Regions from separate parts of the Podarcis muralis genome. Here region 2 is linked to region 1. A link is a contact called in public Hi-C data. All regions are on one chromosome and are shown on one strand. Each heading gives the region's core, a stretch centred on a gene start, on an enhancer-like site or on the middle of the called end of the contact. The rest is flanking DNA. Distances are from core to core; before and after follow the strand shown. Region 1 holds the start of WAC (WW domain containing adaptor with coiled-coil). Region 2 holds the start of RAB18 (RAB18, member RAS oncogene family).

What was found. Hi-C and Micro-C count contacts between places; a contact is called where the count stands out from the background.
Region 2: a Hi-C map of tail shows a contact between it and region 1, with 3 times the contacts expected there. The contact joins the promoter of RAB18 here to the promoter of WAC in region 1. A contact is called at or near these places in 2 of 3 Hi-C or Micro-C datasets (blood and tail).

What each region holds. Positions count from the first base shown.
Region 1 is chr12:21,086,404-21,090,128 of rPodMur119.hap1.1, reverse strand. It overlaps WAC (WW domain containing adaptor with coiled-coil), which reads left to right and starts at 1,587. Exons shown (of 14, transcript XM_028751401.2): 1 at 1,587-2,028; 2 at 2,178-2,214. The coding sequence starts at 1,988.
Region 2 is chr12:21,487,120-21,490,844 of rPodMur119.hap1.1, reverse strand. RAB18 (RAB18, member RAS oncogene family) reads left to right here and starts at 1,960. Exons shown (of 7, transcript XM_028750517.2): 1 at 1,960-2,118. The coding sequence starts at 2,051.

The sequences.
Region 1 (3,725 bases), core at 338-2,837:
TTAAGTACAGTTTCAGGTTAAGTACAGACCTCCGGAACGAATTAAGTACTTAACCCGAGGTACCACTGTATTCTCTCTCCCCTCAAAACCTTCCGCTAAAGCTGCAAAAGAAAAGCAAGCAGCTGCGGCGCCCAGCCACCAGTTGGCGGAGATGCCTCCCCGGCAACCCGCCCTCCTTGCTTCGCCTCCGCGCTGCGGGCAGCTGTTTTCCCCCGGACCCAGAATAGACCAGCGGCCGCCCACGTGCCTCCCAGAATAGCTCGGTTGTCACCCTCCTTCCTCGCTGGGAATGAGGCGCCGAGAGGGGGCGGGGCCCGCAGCAGCCACTGGGCACCTCGGCGCGGACACAGGGAAGCGAACACCTCCGCGGCTGCGCACTGCGAGCGTTGAGGCCGCGGCGGCCCTTACTTCTTCCCCTCCCGCAAGCAAACGCCCCGGCGGGTTGATGCGGCGTCAGCCCCGCCCAAGTCAAGCGTTAGTTGTTTGGAAGCAAAGGCGCCTCTTGCTCAATAAGCCCGCCCGGGACTGTAGCTTCTGCAAAGGCTCGCTCGGAAATCTGTGCCCCGCTTCAGCTCGGTGGAGCTTGGAGTAAATCCCATTTAGGTCCATAGGCGCTCACTCTCGGGCAAGCGGGATGGGATCGCGCCTTAAGTGCCCACAGAGGGCTCTGGGCGAAGCGTGTCTACCTAGTTACCTGGGAACACGCATACCTGAACACGTTTTACTCCTGGATAGGCATGCAAATAGGACGTTTTCGTGTCCCCACCCCAGAAGGCTTTCCTTGGAGATTCAAACTGTTGTACAAACTACACACAGTGCAGAAATGGTTCTGGTGACGTTTTGTTTTAAATTACAGGGGCTTGGACTAGATGACCCCCGGGCTTCTTCCAACTCTATAATTCTACGAAAGTCCCATTCATAGCTACATTTTTCTAGTTCTCCATCCTCACCTCCGGTAACGCCCACTAAATAACTCCGGTAACTTCGGCTTCGTCGGGGATGGAACAAAACGCGTTTCTGTTATCCCAGCAGAGAACGTCGTTCAGCCGAAACAGGAACCAAAGAAAAACTCCAAGCCACCTAGCTTGAATTTATCCACCACTTTCCGAGCGTATTTCCGGAGCTCATTCTCGGAGGATTAAGATGGGGGGGAGCTACGGGAATAACCGATTGTGGCGGCGTTTCTCCTTCCCCTTGCGGAAATAGTCGAAGTGGAGATAGCAATCCGTGACGGAGACAGCCGGTGCCGCCCGAATGCGAGGGCTGCAGGCTGCACAGAGACTACCGATGTTTTCCGAAACTGCAGCGACCGAACAGAGAGCGAAGGGAGGCTAAAAAAAACCAAACGACCCAAGGGGGGGCTTGTGGGAGCCTGACGGAAATGACCGATGTTTCCCGAAGGAACTCGCCTTAGCATCCGGAAGGGAGGAGGCGGGGCATAGTCTTAAGAAAGAGGGTGGGTTCAAAAAAGAAAAAAAGGACTGGATGGAATGGGAGGAGCTTTGGCGGAAAGAGCCGATATCAGCCGACGTTAAGCGAAGGCGGCGGCGTCCGAGTTTCCCGGATGTAGTCGGACGGCGGTAGTGTTGGGAGCTGGAGCTGTAGCTGAAGGGAGGGGGGAGGAGGTGTTGGCGGCGGCGGCGGCGGAGGGCGAGCGAGCGAGCGAGCGAAGGCGGCCAGTGGCAGCAGCGGAGGGGACGCGGCCGCCTTGTGCCTCCCGCGCCCGGCTGTGCGCGTGTGTCCGTCCTGTGGGGGCGCCTCTCCTTCTCGCTGGTGCGGAGAGGAGGAGATGGGCCCGTGAGCGCTGCTTCCCCTCACAGCCGAGCTGCCTGAGCCGCCCCTCCTCCGCCTCCTCCTCCCTCCCTCCCCCTCCTCCTCTTCCCTGTCCCCGGTCGGAGCGCTGCCTCCCCCTCCCCCCTCGGCGGCGCCCGTGGCCCGGCCGCGCCCTCCTGGTCCCCTCAGTCTCTCACACACAGGCCGGGCATTGATGGTAATGTATGCGAGGAATAAGCAAAGACTCAATGATGGGTAAATAACCCCCTTTCTCGTTCCGCCCTCCTCCCGTCTTACTCTCTCTCTTCTCTCTCTCTTTTTCCTACCCCCCCCCCCCACCCTCAATACCAACGGCCAGTAACGGTCGCTCGCTAACGTAACGTCTTTTTCTCCTCTCTTTCCAGCTGTCACGACCGCAAGGGGGACTCGCAGCCCTACCAGGTACCGACTTCTTCGCCCGCCGCAGCCCCACACACCGATAGGCCCCTGCGGCGGCGGCGGCAGTAACTGGAGTGTGGGAGGGCGAGCGAAACTACTCGAGCGCAGGCCTCGGCCGCCGCTGCAGGCCGCGGGGGAGGGGAGCCAACCGCTTCCCTTCGCTCTGCTCCGCGCGCGGCGGGCCGGGAAGGGGCAAGGGGGCGGCGGCGACTCTGGCTCTTGCTTGCTCTCTTACCCCCGCGACCGCGAGGGCTTGAGCGCGAGCTGAGGCGGCGAGAGGCGCTTGGCGGCGGGGCAAGGAAGCGAGAGGCCTAGGCCCGATGCGGGCCGCAGGAGGCGGAGGGCGGCATTGTTTTTTCTTTTTTCCCTCCCCCCCCCCCGAGCGAAACCCATGGGATGGCGGTAAGCGGCCGGAACCCGAGTCCGAAAAGGCTTCCCGAGTGCCGCTGACCGTCTTCCCTTGCCGTAGGAGACGAGATAGGAGCCGGGATAGGTTCTAGGCCTTGGGCTTGTAGTAAAGCCCGAAGGGAATTCTAGTTCCTCAAACCCTTTCTGTCAACTGAGAAAACTTTAAATTGGGACCATGTTGAAGGTACCCCTGAAGAAATTTGGGAAATGGCCGGAGTGAAGTTGGGGGGGACGGGACATTTGAGGCTTTCCCTTTGTCATCTCCCCAGTGTTAAAAGGATAGGGAGGGCTGGAGGTGTAAATACGGTCATTTACAGGGGATTATTTGACCACTACACTTACATACCTGAGTGATCAGATGAAAGAGGCAGCTTTGACAACTGGAGGCTGCAGTCAGTGACAGCACATCTAATGTAAACATTCATCACACAGCCTTGTGAAAAGGGGCAGATGGAGAGAGGTTCTGGACAAGGCCCTGTTGTGCTTAGTATAATACAAGGTGGTGTGGATGCTACAAAGCTGCACATTCCACTCGTACTACTACAAAATCTATCAAGCCCTTTGATTCTTTTGCCAGAAATCTCCCCGTAACAATTAATCTCAGTTCATAGATGAGTGGTACCACTGGTTAACATTGACTATTTGGTTAGATTGTGTGGGATATATTTTTAAGGGGGGAAATGGAGAGGATGTGTTATTGAAACTGGTATCAAATGCCTTAAATATTTTTCAGTGTCACCTGTATATGGTAAAAGGTATTCTCCATTTAGTAAATATATAAAAACATCCTGCATCCTGCAGATGAAATAATTCTGTTGGACTGTGTGCATAGTCCAAGGTGTTTCAGCCAAGGTGGTACTTAAGACTTATTTGAGAATAGTCTCCCATTAAACACAATGAAATATACATAGTTATGATGTAGCACATCAAAAAGAAGCTTGACTTGGTTGAACATAGGCATCGTGTTAATTGTACTACTCTGAATAAATCCCAATACTGTATTGGAAATAGAATGTTTGTAATAAATTGGAATTAGGGTTGAAAAACCCAGAATTACTTGATATTAAGTTTGTAAAATGACATAGCACTAGTTAGGATCTAGACAA
Region 2 (3,725 bases), core at 711-3,210, 400 kb before region 1:
CATTCTTGTTAGAACGATGGCTTCTTGTCAGCAAGGTTGCTTAATTAACACAAACAACCAGAGAGAAAAGTCTTGTTAATACACAGGCCAGGTGATCTGGGAAGCCAAGAGGGCCCCAGTTATGCTTGTATGAGTCTTTGGTCCCCCACTTTAAGCAACTTATTGGACAGAGCAGTTGCTGTCCTTTCATTGCATGCCTGCTTGCCTTGGACTTGCAGCTGCTGCCCTTAGAACATGGGTAGGCAAACTAAGGCCCTGGGGGCCGGATCCGACCCAATCGCCTTCTAAATCCAGCCCATGGACGGTCCTGGAATCAGGGTGTTTTTACATGAGTAGAATGTGTCCTTTTATTTAAAATGCATCTCTGGGTTATTTGTGGGGCATAGGAATTCGTTCTTCCCCCCCAAATATAGTCCGGCCTCCCACAAGATCTGAGGGACAGTGGACCGGCCCCCTGCTGAAAAACTTTGCTGACCCCTGCCTTAGAATCTGATCTTTTCCTGGTCTCGGACCACGGACCACGCTACTTGTCTGTGGCCTCTCTGATTGCTGCCTATGGAAATATACACAGGCTGCATCTGCATGCCAGTTCCCTCTGTGCCCCCTCAACTAGCAACCAGTCGCACTGCAGCCTTGACATCAGACTACTCTGACTGCCCTGTTTTGGACTCCCCAACACCCATCACAACACAAAAGCTTCAATTACTGTAGTTATTTTCCTTAATGCAGGAGTGATTAATCTGCGACACTTAAGATGCCACTGGACTTTAATTCCCATAATCGCCGACAATTGGCCAAGGCTGATGGGAGTTGCCAGTCCAACAACATCCCAAGAGCCACAGAATCTCCTGCCCTGCCTTTAAGGCCACCTGGACAATTTGGATGTCAAATGATTGCAAAATGTGTGCCCACCTGCTCTAGGCATTCAAAAAAGGGGAAGTGAAACCCAGAAGACGGGCAATGCCAACCTAAGAAAATGCGTTTAAAAAATAAGCATTTCTGAATAACTGATGTCAGCCATATACTGTACTGTACTTGTATGCTGTTACTGTATAGTTAAAGCTATGGTTTTCCCAGTAGTGATGTATGGAAGTGAGAGCTGGACCATAAAGAAGGCTGATGGCCAAAGAATTGATGCTTTTGAATTATGGTGCTGGAGGAGACTCTTGAGTTCCCATGGACTGCAAGAAGATCAAACCTATCCATTCTGAAGGAAATCAGCCCTGAGTGCTCACTGGAAGGACAGATTGTGAAGCTGAGGCTCCAATACTTTGGCCACCTCATGAGAAGAGAAGACTCCCTAGAAAAGACCCTGATGTTGGGAAAGATGGAGGGCACAAGGAGAAGGGGACGACAGAGGACAAGATGGTTGGACAGTGTTCTCGAAGCTACCAGCATGAGTTTGACCAAACTGCGGAAGGCAGTGGAAGACAGGAGGGCCTGGCGTGCTCTGGTCCATGGGGTCACGAAGAGTCGGACACAACTAAACGACTAAATAACAACAACAACTGCCTCGGTGGCTCCGTGACTCATCATGACAACACGCAGCGCAGCCTCTGAAATGCGTTTTAAGCGGGCCTGGCGCTTTGCAAGCCGTGTCGCCTCCAGGTGCTGCCAGGGAACAAGAAAGGCTCTTGTTCTTTGAAACTCTGGGGAGCCTGGGCCAAGTCAGGCTCGGCGCCGTGCAGCTTCCTTCCCGTGCTTTCAGCGAGCTCTCCTCGGGACGCCTCCTTCCACCCGCCGCTGCGCTTTGAAGGCTTATTCCTAAGCTCGTCACACCGGCGAGGAAACAGGCCGGGCGTCGCGCCTGCGCCCCAGGAGCCGACCGGCTCGCGCGACGCACCACACCACCACCTGCGGAGGGGCGGAGCCAAGAGCTGGGATGCGGAAGGCCCCTTCCGCGCGCAAGCGCACAAAGGCGGCGCCTGGGGAAGGCGGATAAGGGCGAGTCGGAGGGGGTGGGGTGGGCGCATGCGCAGAAGACGTGGCAGTCTGCGTAGCAGGGACCGAGGAGCTGGGTCGGTCGGGCCAGAGGCCTCCGGTTGTCGGGATGGACGAGGATATTTTGACCACGCTGAAGATCCTCATCATCGGAGAGAGCGGCGTCGGCAAGTCTAGGTGAGGCTCCTGCCCGCTAGGCCTCGCCTGCGGCCTCGGCTTTCCTCCCCGCCCCGCCCCGAGTAGGCCTTGCCTGGCAGACGCCCCCCCCCCAGCAGCCCCCCTCAGGCCTGAGGGCGCGTCCGCTCCCCTTGTCACCAGAGAGGGGCAGGGGGCCAATACCCCCCTCCCGCTGCAACTGCCCCCCCTTGCTTATTAGGGGCTGTTGCCTATGGACTTGGATGGGGTTTACTCCCGAGGAAGCCTTGGCCGGATTCAGGCCTTTACTCCCGAGGAGGAGGGAGGGGCGGGTGGCGGGGCTCCAGCTGGACTGGACGCCACGCCCCCTGCCTTGGGACACTCGTCCCTGGGGGCGCCCCCTCCCTTGGCTTCGGCGGCCAAAGCTCCCCCTCTGGCTTGTTGTCTCCGCAGATCAGGGCGACGCCTTCTGCATATGCACAGAGGCTCGGTTTCCTCCACACGCCGGCCTGTTGCTTGATTATTGGAGCCTTTTGGTTCTGCAAACATCATCCCGGGGCTCATCCCCTTACCTCGCAGCCATTGCATCTGGTTCTCGGGCAACCACGCGAAGGTTTCTTCGCCCCTTCTCTGAACTTTGTCTTTGCGACGTGTCTGCGGAGAGTAGGGCACTGTCAGGCTTGCTAGGCTTGCTAGGTGAGGAGCCAACGGGTAGGATCACACGCCGAAGTAAGAGTTGGAAACCTGGGCTTAAACAGTGTACCTCGGGTTACATACGCTTCAGGTTACAGACTCCGCTAACCCAGAAATAGTACCTCGGGTTAAGAACTTTGCTTCAGGATGAGAACAGAAATCGGGCTCCGGCGGCGTGGTAGCAGCAGGAGGCCCCATTAGCTAAAGTGGTGCTTCAGGTTAAGAACAGTTTCAGGTTAAGAACGGACCTCTGGAACGAATTAAGTACTTAACCCGAGGTACCACTGTATTGGAGAAATCGGGATTCAAATGGTCTTTTTCCTCTCTCGTTAAAATGTTTATAGCCCTATCCGGTGCTGTTTGGCCTTGCTGTGAAATGTAGCTCGTTTATAAAACAGTAACTCAAAATGGCACAAAAACAATAAGTAGATGCCGCTCTTAAAATAAACAAACTACAGTGTTAGGCAACAAATGCCTGAGGGAATATAACCAGGACTTGACCTGGTTCTGGAATCAGTTTAGAGTTGGTGCCAGGCAGGCCTGTTGGAAGGTGAAAAGGCGTTTCACCATGGAGCATAGGGCCCTTCCCATGTTTCCACATAATGCTCAGCAACTGAAATTGGGACAGCAGATGTTTGTGAAGAACAGACTAAAGTCTGTCAAGCAGGCGCTCCTCGTGAGTCCCACTTTTAGAGAGATACTCCCAAGTACCTAGATATGAAGTCGTTTAAGGATCTGCATTCCCTCCCTAGTGGTGTTTGCTGTCATAAATAAATATTCTAGCCCCTAGAATATTTCTAGGGGCTTCTGTTCATATCTGGTCTCCTTCTCATTTCTCAATCACAATAACCTTTGCCTTGTCTACAGTGTCTCTCTCAGAATTATTAGCTAGATTCCGCATAATCCCTGTCCTACTATTGCTGGGTTGTGAAGTACAGCCCATTGTGCTTTGTCTG